Linked DNA regions of Mus musculus: region 2 is linked to region 1. The links are chromatin contacts, called in public promoter capture Hi-C maps. All regions are on one chromosome and are shown on one strand. The core of a region is the stretch at or near the end of the contact, and the rest is flanking DNA. Distances in the headings are between cores, read along the strand shown.

Region 1 (6,197 bases), core at 1,664-4,163:
AGAATCTTAAACTTCGGAAAAATGTTCAGAGATAGGACAAAATCCTTGTTGCTGGGTATATTTGTATGATTCTTTTTACATACAGATACCATTATGGGTAATTCTTTTTCTATCAGTAAAATAGTGGAATGCCAAAATACTTCATTAAGAGATACATACATTAGTGTACAAATATATATATATATATATATATATATATATATATATATATATATATATATATTTATATTTATATTCATGCACATGTGTATTGAAGTGAGACATACAAGCCAAACACTAAATTGGCATAAAATGTTTTAAATTCTCCTCTATTGAACCAAATCATTCACACAAAAATTGGCCAACATTGGTAAAATTTTATGTTTATCCCAACTTTCCATAATAAAAACATACTTTTGATTAATAAACTATTTGGTAATTATTATTTCCTACACTATAAACAAATACATTATGTGGTCACGATTACAAAAAGGTATACACTATGTGTGGTTTTGTACATATATGCACAAATCAGCATCGCCTTGAGATGATTGTTACTGTTCTGTTCTGAGTGATTCAGAAACTCCAGGGCTGAAAGTAGTACTCACATCCATGACATTCAAGCCACCCAGAGTTTCTGATCCACTGACCACAGGAAGTGTCTACTTGGCCCACTCAGGCATAAAGCAGAGGAAGGAGTTTATGGATAACTTGCATGTAGGCAGGAGTAAGCTCACATAGGTTTTGTTCCAGGTGTGTATCTTTTAAAATCAGGAAAACTAAACTATAGTGTTAGAAGTCAATAGATGATGCTAAAATACAGAAAGAAGAGGGAAGTGACTAGACAGACAACTGGAGAGTGAACTCTGAAAATGTTTTGTTTTTTGGTTTGTGGACAAGGAGAAGGGAAATTTTTATAAAAAAAAAGGGGGGTATGACAATAAATTTATGATTAACAAAAGAAGATAGTAACATATTTTGAAAGATACCTATATTTCTGTGAGAATTAAATGGCCTTAGTCATCAATAAAACACATTTATACAACTTTCTTAGTCTTCCCTATTTCAATACACACACACACACACACACACACACACACACACAAATATATATTAGTTGAGACTGGCTTTGAACTCTCACCTGTGCTTTTCACATACTGGGATAACAAGTATGTGCCATAATTCCTGGCAAGAAATGATACTCCATCGAATTTGAAAACTAACATAGCCTAACGAAAATATGTAATATGTAAGGGATTTAACAAGCAAAACCTACTAGAGTTTATGAGGGTTTTTCATCACCATGATTACAAGTGACTTTATGGCAGGCCAGAATCTTCCTTTTCAGGAAGCCTCCTTAATGGAGTGTGCTTTGTAGCCTGGTGCACAATGGGAGGGCACAGTCTTTACAAGCACTGAAAAAAAAATAAGTATCTCCATTGGGATGCTTTTACCAAGCTGTTGTACAGTCTAGGTGCACATGTCTAGGTATAGAGAACTCTCCATTGCTCACATCTTCAGTGGGCATTAAATTCCCTTTCTCGGATCTTTCCTCAATCTTTCAAAGATGTAATTATTAAAGTCACCACTTGCTTTGAACAAATTCTCTTTGTTCAAAGAGCAGTAGACTTAAGAGCAGGGGAAGCAGAGGGAAGAGATGAACATTGGAAGAATTTATTATTATCTGAAACAGATTCAGTGAAGCTCAATATCCCACTGAGTATTATGTGAGTTATGAGATGCTCAACACCCTATGTTCTGTGATCTCAATTCCAATGTTACTGAACTGTATCAAATCCTGATTTATTTCCTTAAAGGCCAGCCTGGTGATAATTTGTCAGCACTGTGTACTCCCATGTGTTGGAACATCAAGGTTTCCAGAAGTTTTAAGAGAAAAAAAAAAGTAAAGGTCATATATATAGGGGTGTATACAGTATTTGTCCAGAGTTTATCAGATATTCAAGAGAGATGATTGGGGAACATGAGATGTGTGTTGAGTGGAGATGAGTAGGAGGGATGGCAAGGAGTGTAAACAATTCATTTACCTGTGTACAAAATGAGAGCAAAATCAAGGATAGCTAGTAGTTTAGAAAGAATTAATGGGAAGATTAAAAGTGTGTGTTGGGGAGAGAGAGATGGGAAGAGAGAAGGTGGGGAGAGGGAGAGAGATCAGGGAAGAAAGAAAAGTGAGAAAACACAATAATACTGAATTCTTTCTGGGTCTTGCTGACTATGGTTGGGGTCAGTGATCAGGGAGCAGAAACACAGAACAAGTATTGGATATCCCAACAGTTTGTACTAAAGATGGGAAATATCAACCCAGAATGTGCAAGTCCAAGGATGTGCTTGGTTTGAGATAAATTCCATGTATGCTTTGGTAAAAGACTGGGCATCAAGCTTAAGTAACCTTAGTCAAATCAGCACTTCTGTGCCTCAGTTTCCCCACTATCAAATTTGGTATTTTCTTTATTAAGCGATCAGATAATATGTGATTTAAAATTTGTTTAACACAAAATAAATAAGTATTTCTTTATTTTGAAGGTAGTAATTCTGTGTGGGATTTTATGATACCAAGTGAGTTTACCATGGTTTATACACCTCTCCATTATTTTCTAAACTGCTTTTAGGGACGACTTTGATGTGTGCACATTGAAAACAATCTTCCTCCAACCTTATTTTGCTGTGGTGTTTTGTACCAAAACTAAAAGAGCAAATTTCCTGTGTGCAGTGGTTCCTGGGTCTTGTTCAAAGCTTGCAGTCTTTCTTCTGCTCATTCCCACTGTGCATCTGTGTCCCACCAACAGATGATTCAATAGCACCGCCACAACACACAGTGTTTCTTCCTCTTTTAATGCTTACTGTCTCCTCCGTAGCTTCCTGCTCAGCCCTGTGGTCCACACCGTTCTTTAAAAAGCACAAACACATCTCTGCACCATCCTTGGAACATCACTTCTCATGGCAGGTATGTGTGCCCCTGTCAGCAGATGTAATAGTAGTGATAAAATAATAACCAGGAAGGATGCCTCTTGTATTAACTAACTTCAAGGAGGGTTTAAAAAAATAAAACAGAAAGCATATAATCTGCAGTAGATATTTTTAGACTTTCTGTGCTTTGATGCTTTCTGTGTTCATTGTTTTCTCGATTCTGTGTTTTGAAACTTGAACATGATTTTATGAAGTGCATACTTTTGTAAACTTTTCCTAACTGAGTTAGCAAGTGGTGTCTATTAGGCATCATGTTAAATTCAGAATAAAACAGAAATTAAATTGATCAACACACACCATATTTCTAACATGGGGACAAAGATGGCCAAATATAAAGGACACTTAAAACTTTATAACTTTTCTTGCTGTGTTGTGGCCTTGCAAAATCACTCAGGCTCACTGACACTGTGTGCTGTTGTTAGCAGTAGAACTATTTTTGACAGTATTGCGTTACTAATACAGATTCTTCTCATATCGAAATATCTTAGCCAATAGGCAAGTGATTTTGAATATGACCTAACATAATGTTTAAGAACAGAAATTCAAAGGCTGGCTTTGTGTCATAATTCAAGGTGCTGTTAATTGAACCCAGATCCTCAATTTATGCTTGTTATGGAACCTCCTGCCATACCAGGTCTAGAAGGTTCCTTTTTATTTTCCTGCAGACATTAACAAACCACTAATCAAAAAATGGTCTGTGTTCAAAGGGACCCCATTCCATCATGGTATTCTCCTGACAAGGATGGTATATAATAAATAACAGACTCTAGGTCTTGACAATATTCTGTTTGGTTTTGAGTGGGCCCTTACTAACTTTATATCTTAAGAAAATAGCATTGTGATTACTGCCCCTCCCCCTTTAAAAAATCATCTCTTTAACACAAAACTTTTTATTCATGACATTCTTGAGAGAAAAAAATGATTATTAAGCAAGCCCACCAAGCGTCATGACTGCTTGTGGATCTATTCTAACCATAGAGATAAGTTTCACTGCTGATTTAAAGAGTCAGAGGTAAATGACTCTAATGAGGCAGAAAATATGTATGAATAACCTCATCAAAGAACAAGGTATACCACTTCAAAAGATTGCTAATGGGTGGTCTTCTGAAGGAACATCTTCGTTCTCCAGTGTTCCACTAGAGAGAGGTGTCTGCACCACTAAAGGAAGAAGTTTTCAGGTTCATTCTTAATGGTTTCTGTTCTTAAGAACGTCATCCACAATGAAGGAGCTAGAGAAAGTACCCAAGGATGGGAAGGGGTCTGCAACCCTATAGGAGGAACAACAATATGAACTAACCAGTAACCCCAGAGCTCGTGTCTCTACCTGCATATGTAGCAAAGGATAGCCTAGTTGGCCATAAATGGGATGAGAGGTCTTTGGTCTTGCAAAGATGATATGCCCCAGTATAGGGTAATGCCAGGGCCAGGAAGTGGGAGTGGGTGGGTTGGGGAGCAGGGGGAGGGGAAGGGTATAGGGATTTTTGGAGAGGAAACTAGGAAAGGGGATAGCATTTGAAATGTAAATGAATAAAATATCTAATAAAAAAAAGGAAAAAAAAGAACGTCATCTTCTATGTCTGCACTTTCATCTGTTAGTCATTAATGTATGTGTTTGGTATTTTTTTATAGTTTCTAGGATCACTCGGTGGAGACTGATGTCTGTCATCTTTGGAATAAAATGTCTTTTCTTGATGGTTACTTTGGGAGTTTTGCTGATAAATTGTAAGTGTTCCTAAGCAAGTATATAGGAAAAAAATCAACATTGTGATTAAATAATTTAATAATAAACATTTAATTTTTCTAATGTGTAATATTTTATTTCATAAATACATGTCAAACTAAGCAAGTCTATAATAATTTCTTATAGCATTTACTATACAGAACATTCAATCAACACCTTCTCCAACCACCACTGTAGAATTCCAGGAAGGTAGGTTCCATTTTTCTTTCTAAATCTTCATGACTCAGAGAGGATAAAACAGAGAAGCTCATTCTACAGCATGGTTTCATTGAGTAAAATGGTCCCCCCGCCCTTTTTTTGTTCTGTATTAAAATTACATTGAATGTAAGCAGCGTAAGACATACTTTATATAAACACTACATGCAGAGGTTCATTTTTTCCTCAGAGTTTTAGAAGTTTTGGACTGTGTTCTTCTGGGCCTGCCTGCCTTTTTTTTTTGCAGCTCAGTTGAGACATTGTGCCACGGTGGAAGCATGTGTGGGTGATCAGCCACTCATGTAGTAGCTAGAAAGCAAAGGGGAGGAAGGAGAAAATGAAGAGGAGAGCTGCCACTCTCCAAGTAAGAGCCTCCCCTAGCACCCTAGAAAGAACCACTGTACCCCACATTTAAAAGTCGGTGGTACTGCTGCCTTATCACAACTTGCATGCAAATTTTCTTACATATAGATCTTGGAGGAAAATCTCAGGTCCAAAGTCTCCCATAAAATTGTCATCATTCTCATAAAAAGAGAACGCTCTATTCTGAAGCAGAACATACATGTTTCCTAACGAGTGTTCACGACTCGTTAAATGACAATACACATTACAGACAAATATTATTTTGCATTTTCTAACAAACTACGCTTTCATATTCTTCTCTTTCTTTGGCTTCTGTTTTTCTTTTTTTTTTAAAGATTTATTTATTTATTGTATGTAAATACACTGTAGCTGTCCTCAGACACTCCAGAAGAGGGCGTCAGATCTCGTTATGGATGGTTGTGAGCCACCATGTGGTTGCTGGGATTTGAACTTCGGACCTTCGGAAGAGCAGTCGGGTGCTCTTACCCACTGAGCCATCTCACCAGCCCGGCTTCTGTTTTTCAGAATGCAGTATAGACATCTCTATAAGAATAGACCTTACTCATAAAGGATAGGCCCAAACTCTATTTTAATATTTTTTTTTCTAATGCTCCTCAAGTTTATAGCTTTCTGATCATACAGTTAATTTTTTATTTTATCTCAATTTTAGTGCCATTTATGTGATAAAGATTTGAGTGCCTTAATGTATCATGATATTTATTATTGAGGAAGAGAGGTGCTAAAGATACACTGTCACCCCTAAACTGTCAATCAGATTTAAAGCTAGTTGGCTTATATATGTTCATGCTTTAAAAAAGAAAATAAAAAATCTTTTAAAGCACTGTAGCCTTCTCTGACTTAGGGAATTTGTGGGATGTCTCCCCTGTGAGTTTGTTTCCTCTAGTTATTGGACATTCACCGACATGCTCAGCTG
Region 2 (6,197 bases), core at 1,722-4,221, 800 kb after region 1:
AACTATAAAACTCCATGAAACTTCTCCCACATTGGAAAATGGAGGCATCGTCACTCTAAATGGTTCCAGAATATAGTATCTTTTATTCCATAAAAGGTGAAAGCTGATTTTTGCATCAATAGCCCTCCATTCAAAGCTCTTGCTGTTCACATTACTAGTGAGGCTGCACATGCTGAATACTTCAGACACTTCATTGGGATTGAGGGTGCAGTTTAGTGTAGGGACATGCTTGGCATATACAAAGCATTAATCACCTATCATACAATAATGATAATAAAAATTATAATACAAATGACAATGATATAAGGAAAAACAATGACAATAATAATAGAATAAAGAGAGGATGTAAAAATTAAAACTATTTGATTTCAATTGTCTGTTGCCATGATAAATATATTCAAGTCACTCACTAATCTGTACTTTCATTTGATTGTAGCTTTTCAAACCTGCTGGCTTGTTTTTGATGAAACAGTTTAAATTGTTCTTCAAATTAAGTGACAGTGGTTAAAAAAGCACTGGGAAATGGTGGATGATTTGAGACTAGAAGAGGAACTCAAGATGCCTGACTCCTAATAGATTGTGTGTGTGTGTGTGTGTGTGTGTGTGTGTGTGTGTGTGTGTGTGTTGGGAAAGAGAGTTTGAGTGCATATTTGCCATGGTGTGTCCATGGTGGTCAAAGGACAATTTTGAGGGGTTATGGGGGGGGGGTTAGTTCTTTTCTTGTACCAAGGATTCCACAGATCAAATTCGGGGATATCATCAGGCTTGGTGTGGCCAGTGCTTTAATACTCTGAGATATTTCAAAAGTCCATTTTTTTTTGGTTATTTAACCCATATATTTCTGAGTCACCACTCAAGTCTGCCATTATCATGTACCCCAGGTCCCCTGACACAGATATTATCTCATAAGTATAAGAGAAGTTCCTCGAGTACAGTGAGGATGCTTTCATAATACCTCCAGGTAGTCTGTTTGGTCTCTACCCACTTCTCCAGGGGGAATCCCTTTATTTGAAACACACACACACACACACACACACACACACACACACACACACACACACAAAATTAGAGAATATGGGAAGTGGGGAGGAGTAACAGCATTGTTGAAGAAAGTGGTTTCTGTGTCCCAGTGCAGGCAGATGCTTGTGCTGTCTCAGCTTTCCACAGGAAAGACTGAAGAAGTCAGTAGGCTGACTTAAGGACACTGTATATCTAACACTGAGACTAAGTTTCAAATACATCATTAAGCACAAATTATGGACACAATGAGCATTTAGAATGGCTGGGGTTTTATCTTTCCTAAATGTATGAATCTTGGTGATGGTTAGACATGAGTGAAAACACCAACCAAGGCTCTTGAGATTTCTTAAGTCCCATCATTCACAAATTCTTTGACCACACAATTTAGAACAGTCATTTCTTTACGAGGTTGCTGTGGAGGTTTAAAAAGATACACAAATAGCTTTTGTTGTGTTTTGTTGTATCTGAGTCAGGGTTTTACTATTTAGCCCTGGCTGACCTGAAACTCACTATAGACACCTGGTTTGCCCAAATCTCTTTCCCATGTTTTGGGATTAAGGTATGAATTACCACATCCAGTTTAAATAATGTTTGTAATCATAACCTGAAAATGGATAGAATGTTGCATTCAACAGAAAAGATTATCAATTCCAAGGCAATACTCCAGTTTTTCTAGCATATGAAACTGAGCAAAACCCTGAGTCTTCAAGCCTATTTTTTCACGTAGTCAAGAGTGTTAGTCAAGAGTGTGCCATCTCCTTCCTAGGTTTTGATTAACTTCAATCAGGAGTATATGCAGAAGCTCATATATTTCAAGAAAACTTTGCTTTTAAGCCTTCTAGTCTCAAGAAGACAGAAAGCGGGGCAGATTTTCTACCTAATCATTTCAAAGAGTGCAAATGTTTTGAAGAACAGCACAGGGATGCTACATGAGAAAAAGAGAGAAGCTGACATATCTACATCCCTGAACTATTGCTGCTCTAGAGAAAGTACTCCTCCCATATCTGATAGGTTTATATCACACTGTTCACAGAAATAATAATGGCACTGAGACTTCTTGCATCCTTATCTCTGCTGACAGGGTGTCATCCTTAACAAGGAGGCTAATCACATGCCCAGGGCACAGGACTTTCTGCTTTCCAAATATTCTTTGCCTCCTGCAACATCGTGCAATGACTGTGAGAAGAAACTCCAGAGATGTTTGTTCATTATTGTGACTATAGCATTAGCAGAATCTGAGGAGCCCACCAGTGTGCTTGATGAAGAAGGAGGGTAGTTAATTGAAACTGAACACAGAATGGATTTCTTTGTTGGTTTGTTTAAACAGATATAGGAGCAGTCCCCAAACTGTAAAGCAAAAGAGCAGTACCTTCCTCTAAGTTCTGTGCAACTGAGTTCTGAATTTAGAGATGAATGTAAACTGTTAAAGAGCATCAATATCATTGAAATATACAGTGACTGCAGATGGAATGAAAGTGAGTGACACTCCAGTTTTGCTTCTTTGACCAAAGCACAGCATAATACAGGAGGTAAAGGAACTTACATTACCAGCTAATAAAACACAGGAGAGAGAAAGGAGAAAAATGTTTTGTTTTCTTAAGTTCTGTCTTCTAAATACATTTTTGTGAAAAAAAAAGCAATCAAAACCACACATAAACATACGAAAATACATATACATATGTACATACATACACACAAAACATATACATATATATGTATATATTTACATATACATAAACATATATGTACATATATATTTACATGTATATGTACACATATATGTACATATATATACATATGTAAATGCACATATATTTATTTCACTGGCTTTGTTTTAAAAGACTTTAGTTCTGAAACCACAACTTTATGTTGACACAGACACAATATTAATCCCACATTCAAACCTTCCAGTCACACCCTTGGACTGTAGTACTATCATTGCACAGTTGCAAACTGCTCTTCCTGTCCCAGGCCGAGGCCAGGGAAACCTGGTGTAGTCACCAGCCATCCCACAAGAATACGCTGATCACTTGCTTCACTGGGAGGACTTGCTTATCCAGTCCAGTGCCCCACCTCTTGGTGCATCTGTCTTTTAAGGTGCTACATTTACACCATGAAATATGGTAAACTTCACAGATCTTAGGAAAACCACAAACAGCTCTATTTTGAGATTTCCTGTGATTGTATCCACCCTGTGCATTTATACTCACAACAATTTTTATACTCTGCCTTATATGCCTAAACACATAGTCCTTCATGGGCTCAAGCACTAAGAGCAAGGAAATGAGGAAGATAATTCAGGAATGTAATAAGCAATAACTAGTAACTAGTCATGAAGTCTGAAATTATATTTGACAGCAAACAAAAACTTTTTAAAAGGATAAATTTATCTACAACAAAGAACAACAAATAGTAACTAAACAACAAACAGACACTAACAACTACAAACTAGTTATTATGTGTGCAGTCAAAGTCCTGGGATATAGAAATATCCTAGTGACAATGTGGTATGTGCCTTATTTATAGGGTTCTCTATATTGCTCTGTGTGTCATTCAGGAAAAACATGACTCCCCAGGGCGTTGGAGCAAAGGTTGTCCATTCTCCTGACCCAAGCTTCTCTGTGTCCCAGGAGGGAAGATGACTTCTGCTCTGTTAAGCCAGATTTCAGAACAACATTTCTTGCCTTAACAGCTCATCTCTCTGTTCACACAGCAGACTGAGACCTATGGTTAAAACTTTTAGCTGATAACTAGTCACAAAGCATTGCATGAAACACACAAAGAAGACAACATTTCATTTTTAACTTTCCTTTGCACTGCTCACTGATGCAGGGACTTAGTCCATTCTCTTTTCACAGGTACATGGCTATCTTTTACCACAGTCATCATCATGAAGACTTGCCATACTGAAATATGTACAGTCTCCCTTGCCTGTAGTGATTTTATTACCACCAAATCACTATAAAACAAACAATCAAATACACAGTTATTAAATTTTGAAGCTTATATTGTTGAAGGTAATGAGTTAATGAAACATTGTATTGAATTAGAATATAGAATTACTTATATGTACATCTATGTACACACATGCACATACATCCACACAAAAATAATAAACATTAAAAACCAAATAAAAAATAAAAAATAATTTGAAATGATAGAAATTCTTTTTGATAATACTAATTTTGTCCAGCAAGGAAAATTATATTTCAGCGTTACTGAAATAATAAGTGATAAGTGTATATTGAAGTTATTTTTCTGAGACACTTTGTGAAATGATTACAGCTTAAAAAGAAGAAATGAATGTATTTGGCACCTGAGTAGGAGGTCTCATATGCATGGTTTTTAAAGAGAAAAATGATGTGTTTAGGATAAGTAAAAAGACAGCTTGTGAGTACTATTTTGGCTGTTTTTAATTATTTTTTTAATTTTTAATTAATTAATTTTTTGGAAGGAAAACCAGGAGAATTTACAGAGATGTAAGAGTTTTAAAATTAATTTACCACACACCAGTTTTTTTTCAATTTTTTTATTAGATATTTTCTTCATTTACATTACAAATGATATCCCACAAGTTCCATATACTCCACCCCCTCTGCTGTGCTACCCTACCCAACCACTTCCACTTCTTGGCCTTGGCATTCCCTGTACTGGGGCATATAAAGTTTTCAAGATCAAGGGACCTCTCTTCCCAATGATGGCTGACTAGGCCATCTTCTGCTACATACACAGCTAGAGACATTAACTCTGGGGGTACTGGTTAGTTCATATTGTTGTTCTATCTATAGGGTTGCAGACTGCTTCAGCTCCTTGGGTACTTTCTCTAGCTATACCATTGGGGGCCGTGTTCCATCCAATAGATGTCAATGAGCATAGACTTCTGTATTTGCCAGGCACTGGCACAGCCTCACAAGAGATACCTATATCAGAGTCCTTTCAGCAAATCTTGCTGGCATATGCAATAGTGTCTGCATTTGTTGACTGATTATTGGATGCGATAGTCTCTGGACGGTTCATTCTTTTGTCTCAGGTCTAAACTTGTCTCTGTAACTCTTTCCATGGGTATTTTGTTCACTATCCTAAGGAGGAATGAAGTACCCACACTTTGGTCTTCCTTCTTCTTGAGTTTCATGTGTTTTGCAAATTGTATATTGGGTATGGTAAGTTTCTTAATATCCTCTTTTCAGTAAGTACATACATATCAAGTGACTTCTCTTAGGACTGGCTTACCTCACTCAGGATTATATCCTCCAGATCCATCCATTTTTCATAGCTGAGTAATACTCCATTGTGTAAATGTACCACATTTTCTGTATCCATTCCTCTGTTGAGCGACATCTGGGATCTTTCCAGCTTCTGGCTACTATAAATAAAACTGCAATGAACATAGTGGAGCATGTGTCCTTATTACCAGTTGGAACATCTTCTGGGTATATGCCCAGGAGAGGTATTGCTGGAAGTTCTAATAGTACTATGTCCAATTTTCTGAGGAACTACCAGACTGATTTTCAGAGTGGTTGTACAAGTTTGCAATCCCATCAGCAATGGAGTAGTGTTCCTCTTTCTCCACATCCTCGCCAGCATCTGCTGTCACCTGAATTTTTGATCTTAGCCATTCTGACTGGTCTAAGGTAGAATATCAGGATTTTTTTATTTGAATTTTTCTGATGATTAAGGATGTTGAACCTTTCTTCAGGTGCTTCTCAGCCCTTCTGTATTCTTCAGTTGAGAATTATTTATTTATCTCTGTATCCCATTTTTTAATGGGGTTATTTGAATTTCTGGAGTCCAGCTTTTTGAGTTAATTATATATATTAGATATTAGTCACCTATCAGATTTAGGACTGGTAAAACCCCTTTCCCAATCTGTTGGTGGCTTTTTTTTTCTTACTGACAGTGTCTTCTGCCTTACAGAAGGTTTGCAATTTTATAAGGTCCCATTTGTCGATTCTTGATCTTAAAGCACAAGCCACTGCTGTTCTGTTCAGAAAAATTTCCCCCTGTGCCCATATCTTCGAGGCTTTCCCCCACTTCCTCCTCTATTAATTTCAGTGTCTTTGGTTTTATGTGGAGGTATTTGATCCGATTAGACTTGAGCTTTGTACAAGGAGATAAGAATGGTTCAATTCTCATTCTTCAACATGATAACGGCCAGCTGTGCCAGCACCACTTGTTGA

Evidence for each region. Promoter capture Hi-C pulls out the DNA fragments that hold promoters and counts their contacts.
Region 2: a promoter capture Hi-C map of pre-B cells shows a contact between it and region 1, with 4 times the contacts expected there. The contact joins the promoter of Klra1 here to the promoter of Klrd1 in region 1. A contact is called at or near these places in 5 of 39 promoter capture datasets (the 3T3-L1 cell line, the HPC-7 cell line, cranial neural crest and 1 more) and 2 of 9 other capture datasets (liver and macrophages).

The regions. Positions count from the first base shown.
Region 1 is chr6:129,588,897-129,595,093 of GRCm38.p6, forward strand. It overlaps Klrd1 (killer cell lectin-like receptor, subfamily D, member 1), which reads left to right and starts at 2,914. Exons shown (of 6, transcript NM_010654.4): 1 at 2,914-2,941; 2 at 4,594-4,686; 3 at 4,832-4,894. The coding sequence starts at 2,935.
Region 2 is chr6:130,383,903-130,390,099 of GRCm38.p6, forward strand. Klra1 (killer cell lectin-like receptor, subfamily A, member 1) reads right to left here and starts at 2,972. Exons shown (of 9, transcript NM_016659.3): 1 at 2,925-2,972.